Linked DNA regions of Mus musculus: region 1 is linked to region 2. The links are chromatin contacts, called in public Hi-C maps. All regions are on one chromosome and are shown on one strand. The core of a region is the stretch at or near the end of the contact, and the rest is flanking DNA. Distances in the headings are between cores, read along the strand shown. Region 1 has its middle 79 kb from the start of Lpin1. Region 2 has its middle 150 kb from the start of Gm36372.

Region 1 (6,277 bases), core at 646-3,145, 120 kb after region 2:
TGGCCCTGTTCTTCCCAGGCTGAAGCACTTGGGAGACCAAGACCCTGCACCTGACAAGCAGGGCTCGTTGCATCCTTATTAGCTACCGCTGTGGAACTTACCCATTTACTTAAAACTGAGTGTCAGGGATGCCCAGAGGGCCACCTCAATGACAAACCTCTTTCTACCCCACTCTCCATTGGGAAGCATCATGAAGCAGTATAGCTTGTCTTTCTTCCTGAGGAGCAGGGCCCATAACTCCTCCCAGGACAGCCACTCCTGGAATGGCTCTTCACAAGGAACCCAGTACAACCTGGAAGGAGCTGCAACCCTCGGGGTTGATGGACTCACATTACCTGATGGTTACAAGTGCCCTCTAGAAACCAAGACTTCCAGAACCGTGAGACTTAACACTTTAGGGATCAGGAAAGCCCAATATGGTTGCTGAATGACAAGGAGCAGGCCACTCTTATGTCACCTTTTAGCTCCAGGCTTCATAGATCTACAGTGTGTCTCACCTGGGAATTTCTGTGTCTGTTTTCTTACCCCCCTACTCCACCTTTGGCCAGAGGCTCCTGGAGGACAAAGTCCATTTTTGCATGTTTCTGTGTATATACTAAGAGAAGTCCTATTGTCTGGCATAGAGGATGGGGGATGGGTGGAAGGAAATGTCACTTTCTTATGTATGGCTGTGATGTGTGTTTATTTGTACACAGGCACACATGTGTGCATTGCGTGTGCATGTGCATTTACATGTGCAACCTCGGGTATCATTTCTCAGATACTCTCTCCCCTTGTTTGTTTTGGGGATTTTTTGGTTGTTTAGTTGTTTGGGGGTTTTGTTGTGTTTTGTTTTGTTTTGTTTTGTTTTGTTTTGAGACAGGGTAGTTCACTGGAACTTGCCAAGTAGGTTAGACTAGTTAGACAATGAACCCCAGTGAGACAGAACCTTTTTCTGCCACCCCAATGCTGGTATTAGAAGCAAGAGCCACCAAGCCCTGCTTCTTTTCCCATGAGTTCTGGGGGTAAAATATAGTTCCTTGTGCTTATAAGACAAGCACTTTACTGGCTAATCTGTCTCTAAGTCTTAAAGATACTTTCTTATGCCATGGCTAACACATTTTTGGAACATCTGCCCTATTTTTTAAATACCAACTACAGTCCTGATACTGAATACTGAGTCAATAGGTCAGAGTGTCCCATTGGGACCAGCACAGGATACCTGCAAAACAAAAGTGGGAAGTAAAGAGCCAGCAAAGTTAAAAATATTATGACAGTCCATCTGTGGTCAGAAAGAGAAAAGGCATGGTGATACTGGCCTTTCCAAGAGACTTGCTTGGCCCTTGGGAAAATCGGGTCTGAAGTCAAGACCCATTTCCCTGCTGGGCAAAGCTTTCTTTACTTGAAAATCAGAGCAGACAGATCCTCAGTAGAGGCCACAGACAAAAAGTAGGTTTCTGTCCGAAAGGCCAGGAGTTCTTCGGGCTTGGAGCTGGGGGAGAGAGCGCTTGTAGAGAGTATGCATGGCTGAGGGTGTGTTCTCTGAATGTCTTTCCTTGGCTAGAAAGAACCTGGAGGAGAAGCAGTCGGGAAACATTTGGGAAAGGTCTAAAGTCACAAAGGAGTCCAGGAGTCCTCTGTGCAAAGCCAGTAGGCAGCCCATGAGGCATTCACAGGAAACAAAGAGAGAGAAAAAGAGGTCAAAAGAGCCCTCCAACCCTGCATTCATCATTCAGTTCGATCTTCAAGGAATCTGCTGACTGACACAAATTGTTTTATGTGACTTTCTGCCTGGGACCTGAAAGGACAGGCCCCTCCCAAGAAGGAGAAGATGGGGCTGAATGGGGGCGAGGCCGCGGGGGCGGGGGAGTGGAGAGACACAGGAAGCCACGACCTTAGTTCCCACGGGGGTGTTGGGCGCCATCTACTGGTAATCAAAAGAACCACTCATACCTTTTGAAGAAGGCTGTTTCTTAGAAGTGGGTATGTATGCAAAGGGAAACAGAGCCTTTCTCACTGTAGGGAGCCAGCTCTGCCTCCCCTGAGCGTGGTCTCCCGACACATAGCAATTATTCTACAATGAGAATCCAGGGTTCAAAGGCCATAGTTAGTCTGCCAAGAGCAAGAATGTGCACACTGATTGCCGCTAAGAGTACCACTCCTTATCCTAAATTCAGTAGCTGAAAGTCTTCCTGCAACATCGCTTGCCTTGTGAGTGGTTGAATGTGGCTTGAGTAACTGGTTCTTTTGTCATACAGCTGTAAGAATCCAGCAAAAGAGGCAAAAGTGAATGCAGAGATGTGAACAGTAGCTGCAGCAGCAGGCGGCTCTCAGGATGCCCGGGGCATAGCCACCCCTGTGCCTTTTTCATCTACAGCATGACAAACATTTCAAAGTTCAGGGCTGATTTCACTCCTTTCTGACCCCTGCCCTGCACTCGGCTATCCTAGACAAGTTAAAGAAAGGAGAAAGAACAAATCAAGCTGGCTAAGCTGGTTTCACACTTCAAAGACCCTTGAACCAGTCTGAGGTGACAGGTAACAGACCACCACTAAAGCTGTGAAGGAGCATTGAGAGTGTAATACTTTATTCCAGCTGCTTCATTGTCTCCTGGCTGGGAGCAAGACCCTCATTGTCTCAAAAGTCCTGTGATATTTGAGCCTACCTTGCCTCTGTTTGGCTGTACCAACCCCTCCAGCCAATCTCCTCCCCACCCGCCTCCCTTCACCCAGTGCCTTCCATCATGTTGGTCCTTCTGCACACAGCCAAAACCACGGCCACTGCCTTGGTCATGGTGTCTTTTCACAGCAATAGGACAGTGTCTAAGACACCTGCCCACCTCAATTAGCAATCAAGACAATTCCCAAAGATATGACCACAGTCCAAGTACCCCAGTAATTGATCTCAATAAGTTTTCTCATTAATCCCTCTTCCTGAGTAATTTCAGGTTGTCAAACTACAATGGAAATAACTACTGACCTGAGATTTTCACCTCTGTCCTAAGACTCCAAGACTTCCATTGCAATGGCCCCTCCAGGAAGGGAAGAAGACACCAAACATTGCCAAGCGTCAGCAACAACACACCTGTGGCTTTAGCTGCTCCTGGGCAAACATTTGCATCCTTTTCTGACAGAGAAAGAGAGAAGCTCCAAGAGGGAAAACCAGTGGCCCAAGAACATGCTGCTTGCCAGTGAGCATCAGGGCTCTCTCCAGCCTTGTAGTGCAATGAGCCTGCCCCCTGCACTGCTTCATGAGGGCAGGAGGCCAAGAAGATAGGCTGACCCTCTTCTTGCACTCTAAATGACTTCTTTCCAACTTGTAGTCATGCCGATGAATGACATTAACTCTGCTTTAGGATTTGTGGGTTCCTTCATGTATTCAAACGGACATAGCAGAGAAGAAGGCTGCATGTGTATATGTTATTTGCTCACTAATCACTCATACTGTGTGCCCTGCAGACCACAAGACACTGCCTGTCTTATCCTAGGCACATCACAGGGAACAGGGGACAGAACTGCCCGTATCTGGACCAAAAGGCAGTTCCCCAGGCAGTTAAGGTTGACAGTAAGTGTGCTACTTATTTTAATAGACCTCCGAAAAGGCATAAAGGCAAGACCCTATTGTGCCACCTGTTAGACCAAGTTTCAGCCTAGCAATTGCTTGTCCTGCTCTCTGGGCCAGCTCTATCCTGGCTGTCTCAGAAATACCTCATGTTATGAGCCCAAAGACACTTCATCCTGTGGATACAGAGAAACAGGAGACTCCCGATGCATGATTTCCAATAGAAAACACAACCCAGACACATACAGGAACTCCCTTCTACAGAGCAAAATCCCAGCTATGGTAGAGGTGTTTGCACCTGTATTCTTCAATTTCTGATCCAGTAAAAAAAAAGGATCAGGGTGTGTGTGGCTGCTGGGTATCAGGTCTTCTGTCCTAGGCAAGGGAGTTCCAGCAGAAACAAAAATGAATAAAATCATCTGGCCACAGGTAACTTGAAAACAGACAAAAACAAACAAATGAGCAAACAAAACAATGACATACAAACTGAGAGGGAAAAGCCATTGATCTACCACTCAGAAGTGAACCCTGAAGGCTGCAAGACCAACCTGCCAGGCAAGCCATACCCACTGGCACAATAGTGGCATGAAAGTTATGGGGGTAACCAACCACTTTCTGATTAGAGCTGAGCCAGGTACAGAGGAAGGAATTCATGCCTGCCTCTATAAACCTGGCCCAAAGCCCCATGGCTTGGAAGGTCACAGGTCCTAAGGGGGAACCCACCACTGCTGTGTTACAGAATGTACGTGTCATCAAACTTCCTCATAATATTTGTGTGTGTGCCCTTAAGATGGATGGGTCAGTGTTGCCCTCGACCTTGTCCAGAGACGCTTCTTCTATAGTAGACACAGTTAGTGCAGAGTTGGAACTAATGAAGTCACTCCGCTATTAATGGGACACCTATATCCACACCATACCCCACCCAAGACAAAGTTCTGCAACACTACAGAAGAGACGATAGGAAGAATATAAGAACTGATGGAAGAGTCGGCGTGCAGTGAAATGCTGTGTTCTGGACATGATGTAGCTATTGTACCTATGAACTCTCTTCATCTACGGTTACCTGTACGAGACCTGTTCAAGATCAGGCCAACAAGAGCAGTCAGTGTTCCAGCAGGCAGCACTAGCTGGACTCAGTGGGTTCTAGAAAGGGTAAGGGAAGATATGAAGATAGCGGGAGGCATGCATGTTGGAAAGTGGCTGAGGGTTTCTCCGGAAAAATGAGACAGAGCCTAGGGAATAGACATGATTAATGTGTAGATGTTCAAAATTGTCAAAAAAAAGATTTTTAAAGAAAAATAAAAATGACAGGTAGTATCTAAGACCCGATGATACAAAAGTGATGTGCATTTAGTAGTGCACTCGGACTTTTGCATTCATTATTTTCCAGGCTTGTGAGATGTGATAAGAAGCACTCTCAATGTTGGGCAGGGATAGGGGCAGGGGCAGGAGCAGGGAGCCCCAGTTCCAAGCCAACCCTAAGATCAAGAGAAAAAACCACGTGTTCTATGGTGGACTGAGCTGCTTGGCTGTGATTCTCCAGAGGTTAGGAACATTTAATGCATTTAACTGGGAAGATTTTCAAGCAATAGTTATATAAGGATGAAACCCACTGTACACTGAGAAACATCTATATGTATGATATGAGGTTAACAAGTCCTATTTAAAAAAAAAAGTCATATTGCAAGCAGAGAGTTGAGACGCACAGCTGCTATACATATAAGGTGAGGCTCTGAAGGCATAGCCATTACAGGCCAGGTTTCTGATCCCCTCTGAGGAGCCATTGAACAGGAGTGGAGTCCAGCTCATTTACAAAGTAGGATCAGGTGATGGATGCCCTCATTGGAAGGAAACAGATACTGCAGAGAGAGAGGCTCCATATTTTTTTCTTTCCCCATGTATGTGCCCCTGGAGCCAGTGTCAGCCAACAGACCACTTGGGCCAGAGTTATTTCAGGCAATAATCAAAGGCACAGTGCCCAGGGAGACACCTGACCATAAGAGATGGGCTGGCCTGGTATGCCAAGTGTCTAGAGTTACTATATACTAGGGATTAAGCGATGGAAGCTCCTAGTCTCATGATTCACATCAACACCAAGGTGTTGGCAATCTGGCCTTTCCTGAGACCTCTCCTGCTGGCATTAGGTAGTTACCTAATGTGTCCTTTTCATGGGCTATCCTTTATGCACAGAGCTGCCTGCATTCAAATTTCTTCTTACAAGGACACTTGTCCAGTTGGACTAGGACCATGTTAAGGGCCTTCTCATCCTGTCACCTTAGTAAAATCGAAGTCTACAAAAGAATTCACATTCAAAAGTGCTGGGAGCTCCGAGTTTTTATGGAAGCCCAATTCATTCCCACCACCTGCCATCTGACCAAGGGTTTCAAGCATAGTCCTTGGCATAGAATGTATGCTCAGAAGTAGTTGGTACTGGGGTCTATGACTGACAGACTGAAGCTCTTCAGTCTAGTCAAGTCACGCCTGCCATCTCAGAGCCCGTGTCTCCACCTACAAGATGGAGACAATATTACCTCAGGAAATGAATGACTGAATTCTTCACCTCAGCCTATGTCACACTTTCCTTTTAGAATTCTCCCCTGAGTTAGAGGTCCCACTTCCTAAGTACCAGTGATCTTCATGTGCCTTAATGTAGCAAGGAAAATCTATAAGATGCAGTACACAGTATTTCAGTGTGGACGTGTCATGGTTTGCATATGAAATATCCCTAGAGGCTCAT
Region 2 (6,004 bases), core at 2,098-4,597:
CTCACGGGCTCCTTAAGGCACCCCTGCAATACCACAATCTTTAGAGGCTCTGTGATGCAGGCAAAACGCCCAGTATTTGTATACAACCTACTCACCTTCGCCCCACCTGGAACCTAAAACCAGTGCTAATGGTGTCAGATGCCGAGTGAGTACTTGTGACATTATTTTGCTTAGGGAAGAACAGTAAGATTAGAGTCTACAGGCTGGAGAGACGGCTCAACCCACATAGAAGCTTGCAGTCATCCAAAACTATACTTCCAACAGATCTAATGCCTTCTTCTGACAGGTGTATGAAATGTATATACATGTGTAAGACATTCATGAATTTAAAATATAGCAAGTGCAACAAAAGAAGACAGCCCCATAAACAGTGTGGCTGTTAAAAATATTACTGTTATTTTTAACTCTTGGGGGTTGGGAGTATGTGTGCGTACATAAGTGCAGACGCCCGTGGAGGACAAAGGCACCAGAGCCTCTGGAATTGCAGTTCCAAGTGGAATGGGGAAACAGAGCACTGGTGCTGGGAGCCAGGCTGGGGTCCTTGAAAAGAGAAGTAGGCACTCTTAACCACTGAGCCATTTCTCCTGCCCCAAGAAGTGGACTTTCTTGCATGGATCTGGGTTGGTGTGGGGAGGAGAGACACAGTGAACTATGATGACCAACCTAGGCAGTGGTAGTTGATATGGTAGTCAGCCACTTCTGACCTATGTCTCTCCATCTCAATTAATTTAACTAATATAATCCCTCATAGGCATGCCCAGAGACTGATTTAATCCATCAAAGGTGTGCCTGGAACAGTGGTTCTCTGGGGGGGGGGGTGTCAAATGACCTTTTTCACAGAAGTCACCTTACCAGATATCCTGCATATCAGATATTTGTATTATGGTTCATAACATAATTTTAAGGTTGGGGATCAACACAGCATGAGGAATTGTATTAAAGGATCGTAGCACTAGGATCGTCTAGGATCGTAGCACTAGGATCTGGAGTCATCTAGGAGACTGACCCTCCCTGGCCTGCAGGATCAGTCTCTTAGATGATTCCAGATCCTATTAAATTATTAACAGTAATCACTACAATATGGAAGAGAGTGGACAGAGGAGAAATTTACAAGTCAGGGGTAAAAGGTAAACTTGGACATCCTGCTCTGTATCCCAGACCCTTAGTAAAAGGCAAGTCGCTCTGCTTTTCAGGGTCTTTGTCTTTTCAAATGAAAAGACAAAGCCTGCCCAAATCTTTCAGTATCATGCAACTGTGACTGGCTAAGCAGGGGAGAGTCCCTGTCAGTGTCCCCCAGGTGACATAATCCAAAGGAAAATGTGGGTTTCAGCATCGCACAGTCACTGAACCATTCAGCTTCTGCACCCTAATTGGCAGCTTTCTAAGCAACTTCTCCCGGTTCTCATTTTCTCCGGGCAGTAGAGTATACTTTGGCATCAGAATGGGAGGCTTGGGGTGGTCGCCCGGTTTCTTTCCCTCCAGTGGATGGGGCATCATGGCCTTAAACCAGAACCATCTGTGCAAAATGACTGGGAGGCACACAAAGTGCCGGAACCACAAAATTCCAGCTTTGCTTTTGGCTTTCTGGCAAGAAAAGACTGAAAAGTCGGCTCTCGTTTCTCCAAATATTTCTCGCCACAGAGTCTGTGCAGACTGCCTCCAACTCTCCATCGGCAAACCTGGGCAGTTTGGGGACTTTGTTTTGCTTTGTTTTGTTTTTAGTTCGGTTGTTTGGTTGGTTGGTTGGTTGGGTTTTTTTTTTGTTTGTTTGTTTGTTTGTTTTTTGTTTTTGTGGCCTGCTCTCAAATGGTTTTGGAGGCATTGGCAGAACGCACATTAAGGCCATAGTATTGGCTGAGAGTCAGATGATTTCTTTTTCAAAAAGGAGAAACTTCATAAGCCTTACCTTGTGCACACACAGGTGTATAGAAGAAAAAAAAAATGTGGTTTTTCTTCTTGCATTCAGGACTCACTCGCCTCGGCCCAAATTTGAAAAACAGGTTGGGTTTTAGGGGTGTTGCTTTTTTAAATGTTGTTTCTGGTTATTTGGTTTGGTTTGGTTTAGTTTGGGATTTTTCCCCTCACTAAAGTTGTCTGCTAAATACTTGAGGTAAAATCCAGAGACCTGAAGTCTTTGGCCTACTGTCTGTGCCATCTGCACACCTGCATGGTGACACTCAAGAGTCCTGTATGACAACTGATGGGGACCACAGTTCGCTTGGCTCACTGGAGTGGTACCAAGAGAGTTACAAAACAGCGAGAGCTTCCGAACCCGTCACTCTCCTCTACACCACAGAAAGGCTTAAAGATCCAAAGCAAACCGGAGCTTGCTCAAGTTTCAGAGATGTCAAGTCATGTGGTCTAAGGCGAACAAATGTTTCTGGCTATAAATACTCAACAGAGTGTTCCAGCTCACTCAGCCAAAACCTAAACGCTGTGAGGTTTCACCCAAACGAATGGTTCCTTAAATAAACACAACGTCAGGGCAAAAGTGAGCAGCAAAACTTGCAATCAAGGACTGACACGAGAGGCGCCGTCTCGTGGAAGAGAGAGGCTGCACCTGGACGGCTGGTAACAAAAGTTAACCGAGGGCCCTTAGCAGGGCAGGCAGTGGCCAAGCAAGCCCTAGTCCCTCAGTGTGTTAACCCTCCCTCAGGTCCGCCAGGATGAGGACACTACCATCCAACACCATTGATGCGGGAAAGCCAAGCCCCCAGATAAATAAGAAAACCTAGCACATCATGGACGTCAAGGGTGTCTGGTGGCAAAGCCACTGGCCCTCTGTGCCAGGACCCACTGTGCCCAGCAAGGTCAAGAATGCTGGTCTTACCCTGGATTCTTCATCACTGGGAGGCATCCATGTCTTGGGAACCACTGAGTTTAGGGCTGCAGAGACAAAATGCCACAAACCAAGTAATTTAACACAACAGACACATTCTCTTACCATGCCCAGAACCATAGAAAATACACACTCTCTCTCTCACACACACACACTCCATACACATACACACTCATAAGCACACCACACTCCCACAGACACACAGTCACATGCACACCACGCTCAAACACACACACACATACATTCACATGCACATCCCACACACATACTCTACACACTCCAAACACACCACACACTCTCTCTACACACACACACTACACAATCACATATACACCACACACTCACATGCACACTCACACACACACACACACACACAAGAATTTTTAAATTTATAACTGGTAAATAAAACTCAAAGCAAGGAAGCTGTAAAAAGTACACGGGGGAAAGAAAACCCATCTGGGCAAGAGGTATTTGCATATTCTGTTAGATATACTTCCTGCCAGGTGTGTGCAGCACATGGCCAGTTGCAAATTTGATTATTGGAGAAATTTTGAAAAGTTAGATGCCTGCTGAACCCCCAGGGTTCTTTTCCCCTGCCTTCCACTGCTCCCTGATGCAATATTACATGGCTGTGTTTTATCCTCCAATTTCTGTCATCTTCCTAGAAATGCATGGTTTGCCTAAGTGTGGAGCATGAAGGCCTAACTCCCTCAGCTTGCAAGAATACTAAACTAAGTAGGAATTGTTTTGGTGTGTGTGTGTGTGTGTGTGTGTGTGTGTGTGTGTGTGTGTGTGTGTGTGTTGATGATGATGATGATCAATTTTGATTAGCACATACAGTACTGGCTTTCACTGTGACATTTCCAAGAGTCATTTGTTTTTGTTGATTTTACTTCTCCTCCTTAGCCCCACCCTACACACACACACCTGTCCACCCCAGTAGAATCTTATCTGCTTTTAGGCCATATGAGTTTTACTGCCCTCTTCCTGTTCTTTGCCACCCTTTATTTCCAGTGTGTGGTCTCCATTGTAGTTTTATTGCCTCTACATAATTATACCTGCATACACACACACACACACACACACACACACACACCTATATACACACATACATGTGTGTGTGTGTGTGTGTGTGTGTGTGTGTGTGTGTATCTGTGTATCTGAGTATCTTTGTATATGTGTATGTGTGGACCCACATACAATAGAGAAATGTGATATTTGCTTTTCTGAGTTAATAAAATATATATTAATATATTTAATATAATAATTTCACAGGTCACCCATTTTTCTGAAAATGTCTTAACTTTATTTTTCTGGATAAAACTGCACTGTACATGAATAGCACATTTTCATTACCCTAAATAGGAATTCTACAATATTACAATGTAGTCTACAAAGCTTCGACCGGTACTCTAGGAAGTAGCACAACTGACAGAGGGGATGGCCAGAAGGTCCTATCAGTGGCCCCCAGTTCTGTATTTGTCCATATAAGAGCGTTCTTCATTTGCATGTCACCATGGCTGTCAGATGGGGACCTTTGCTCTAGAGCAGTGGTTCTCAACCTTCGTAATGCTGAGGCCCTTTAATACAGTTCTTCAGGTTGTGGTGATCCCCAAACATAAAATTATTTTTGTTGCTACTTCATAACTGTGGTTTTGCAACTGTTATGAATTGTAATGTAAATATCTGATATGCAGGTTATCTGATGTGGGACCACCTCACCAAAGGGGTTGTAACCCACAGGTTGAGAATCACAGCTCCAGACACTGATCTGCCTTGGCCTTGCCTGTGAATACTGTAGCTGTTTAACATAAAATGAGAAACTCCAGGTCAAAGCTACAGAGTGGAGAGGGCTGAATAGAACAGAAAATCAGAGGGAACATCAACAACAACAACAAATTTTGTTTGAAGGTTCCACACTGAGTACATGGGCAGATGACTTGGTGGGTGAAGTGTTCACTGTCCAGATATGAGAATCACAGTTTGAATCCCCAATACCCACATAATGTTGGGTTGAACATATGGCCTACCTGTTAATTCAATGCTGGGAAGAAGACGCCAGAGCACCTGGGGGTAAGCTCTCTGTGGCTAGTTTGACTAGCAAAATAGCAAGCTCCAGGTCTAACAAGAGAGCCTTGCCTCAGTGAGCAAAATGAGGCAAGACTGAAGAAAGAAGCACGCTGTGTTAACTTCTGATGTCCACACATGTGTGTGCTCCTGCCACAATCAAACTTAATACTTGCCACATTAACTGGGATGACTGGTATACAAAATATATACTTAATTATGTACAAAAGTACATGTGCATAAAAGCTCTGTAATAAGTGTGGAGAATCTGATAACAAGCAGTGTGACAGTGCCTCAAAAATTAACACAGGGTGGAGAAATGGTTCAATGTTTAAGAGCACTGTCTGGTCTTCCGGAAGACCAAGGTTTGATTCCCAGTACTCACATGGCAGCTCACAATTGTCTGTAACTCCAGTTCCAGGGGTTCCAATGCCCTCTTCTGGCCTTTGTGGGCACTGCATGCACATGATGCACAAACATGTAGGTAAAGCACAAATACAAATAAAGTAAATACATTTTTAAATGTAATACAGGACTAGCATGTGATCCAGAACATTAGCATCTGGACAGCCTGAGTAGCAAAAGCAGAGCACCAGCTGAGTGGGTTCACAGCAGCACACATTACTCACATTTTACTCACATTAGCCAGCTTCCCCAGTACTGCGTGAATGGACGGGCAAAATGTGGTTGAGACATCCAGTGACATATTAGTCAGTCTTGAAAAGGGAGAAAATCCAATCACAAGCTACAACTCAGATGATGCATAAGACATCCTATGTGAAGCAGGTAAACACCAAAGACCAGAAGAGCCAGGTTCCCCATCCAAGAAGGAAGGACACTGGTGAGCAGACCTGAGAGTATGGGTGAGGCACTAAGTTCAGAAGATGGGGTGGTAATGGCTGCACCAGTGTCCTCAGTGCCACTAACAACACACTCTGACTTGACCTCAGTGGTAAGCCTTTGGTGATACACATGGCACCAAACAGCGAGCAGGTGGATGTGAGCACATGGCAGCCTTCTCCGGCAGGCTCTTGGCCCCAGCACCGCAGCACACCATCCATCACCTCCTAGACAGCAGAAGCCTGAGAGCACACTCCA

The links. Hi-C and Micro-C count contacts between places; a contact is called where the count stands out from the background.
Region 1: a Hi-C map of pre-B cells shows a contact between it and region 2, with 5 times the contacts expected there. The contact joins two enhancer-like sites. A contact is called at or near these places in 4 of 39 promoter capture datasets (the 3T3-L1 cell line, the C10 cell line, hippocampal neurons and 1 more), 2 of 15 datasets of contacts at CTCF or cohesin (large pre-B cells and pro-B cells), 19 of 484 Hi-C or Micro-C datasets (the 3T3-L1 cell line, the 63-12 cell line, B cells and 14 more) and 1 of 115 datasets of contacts at active chromatin or transcription factors (large pre-B cells).

The regions. Positions count from the first base shown.
Region 1 is chr12:16,507,671-16,513,947 of GRCm38.p6, forward strand. No RefSeq gene overlaps it. Among named protein-coding and RNA genes, the nearest start is that of Lpin1, 79 kb to the right of the region's middle. Within about 2 kb of position 1,896, at least 69 of the 459 cell types and tissues checked have an H3K27ac peak or open chromatin away from gene starts, as enhancers often do. A contact at or near this core is called in the 63-12 cell line, the CH12 cell line, pre-B cells and 1 more, where this site is marked.
Region 2 is chr12:16,381,289-16,387,292 of GRCm38.p6, forward strand. No RefSeq gene overlaps it. Among named protein-coding and RNA genes, the nearest start is that of Gm36372, 150 kb to the left of the region's middle. Within about 2 kb of position 3,348, at least 44 of the 459 cell types and tissues checked have an H3K27ac peak or open chromatin away from gene starts, as enhancers often do. A contact at or near this core is called in the 63-12 cell line, the CH12 cell line, pre-B cells and 1 more, where this site is marked.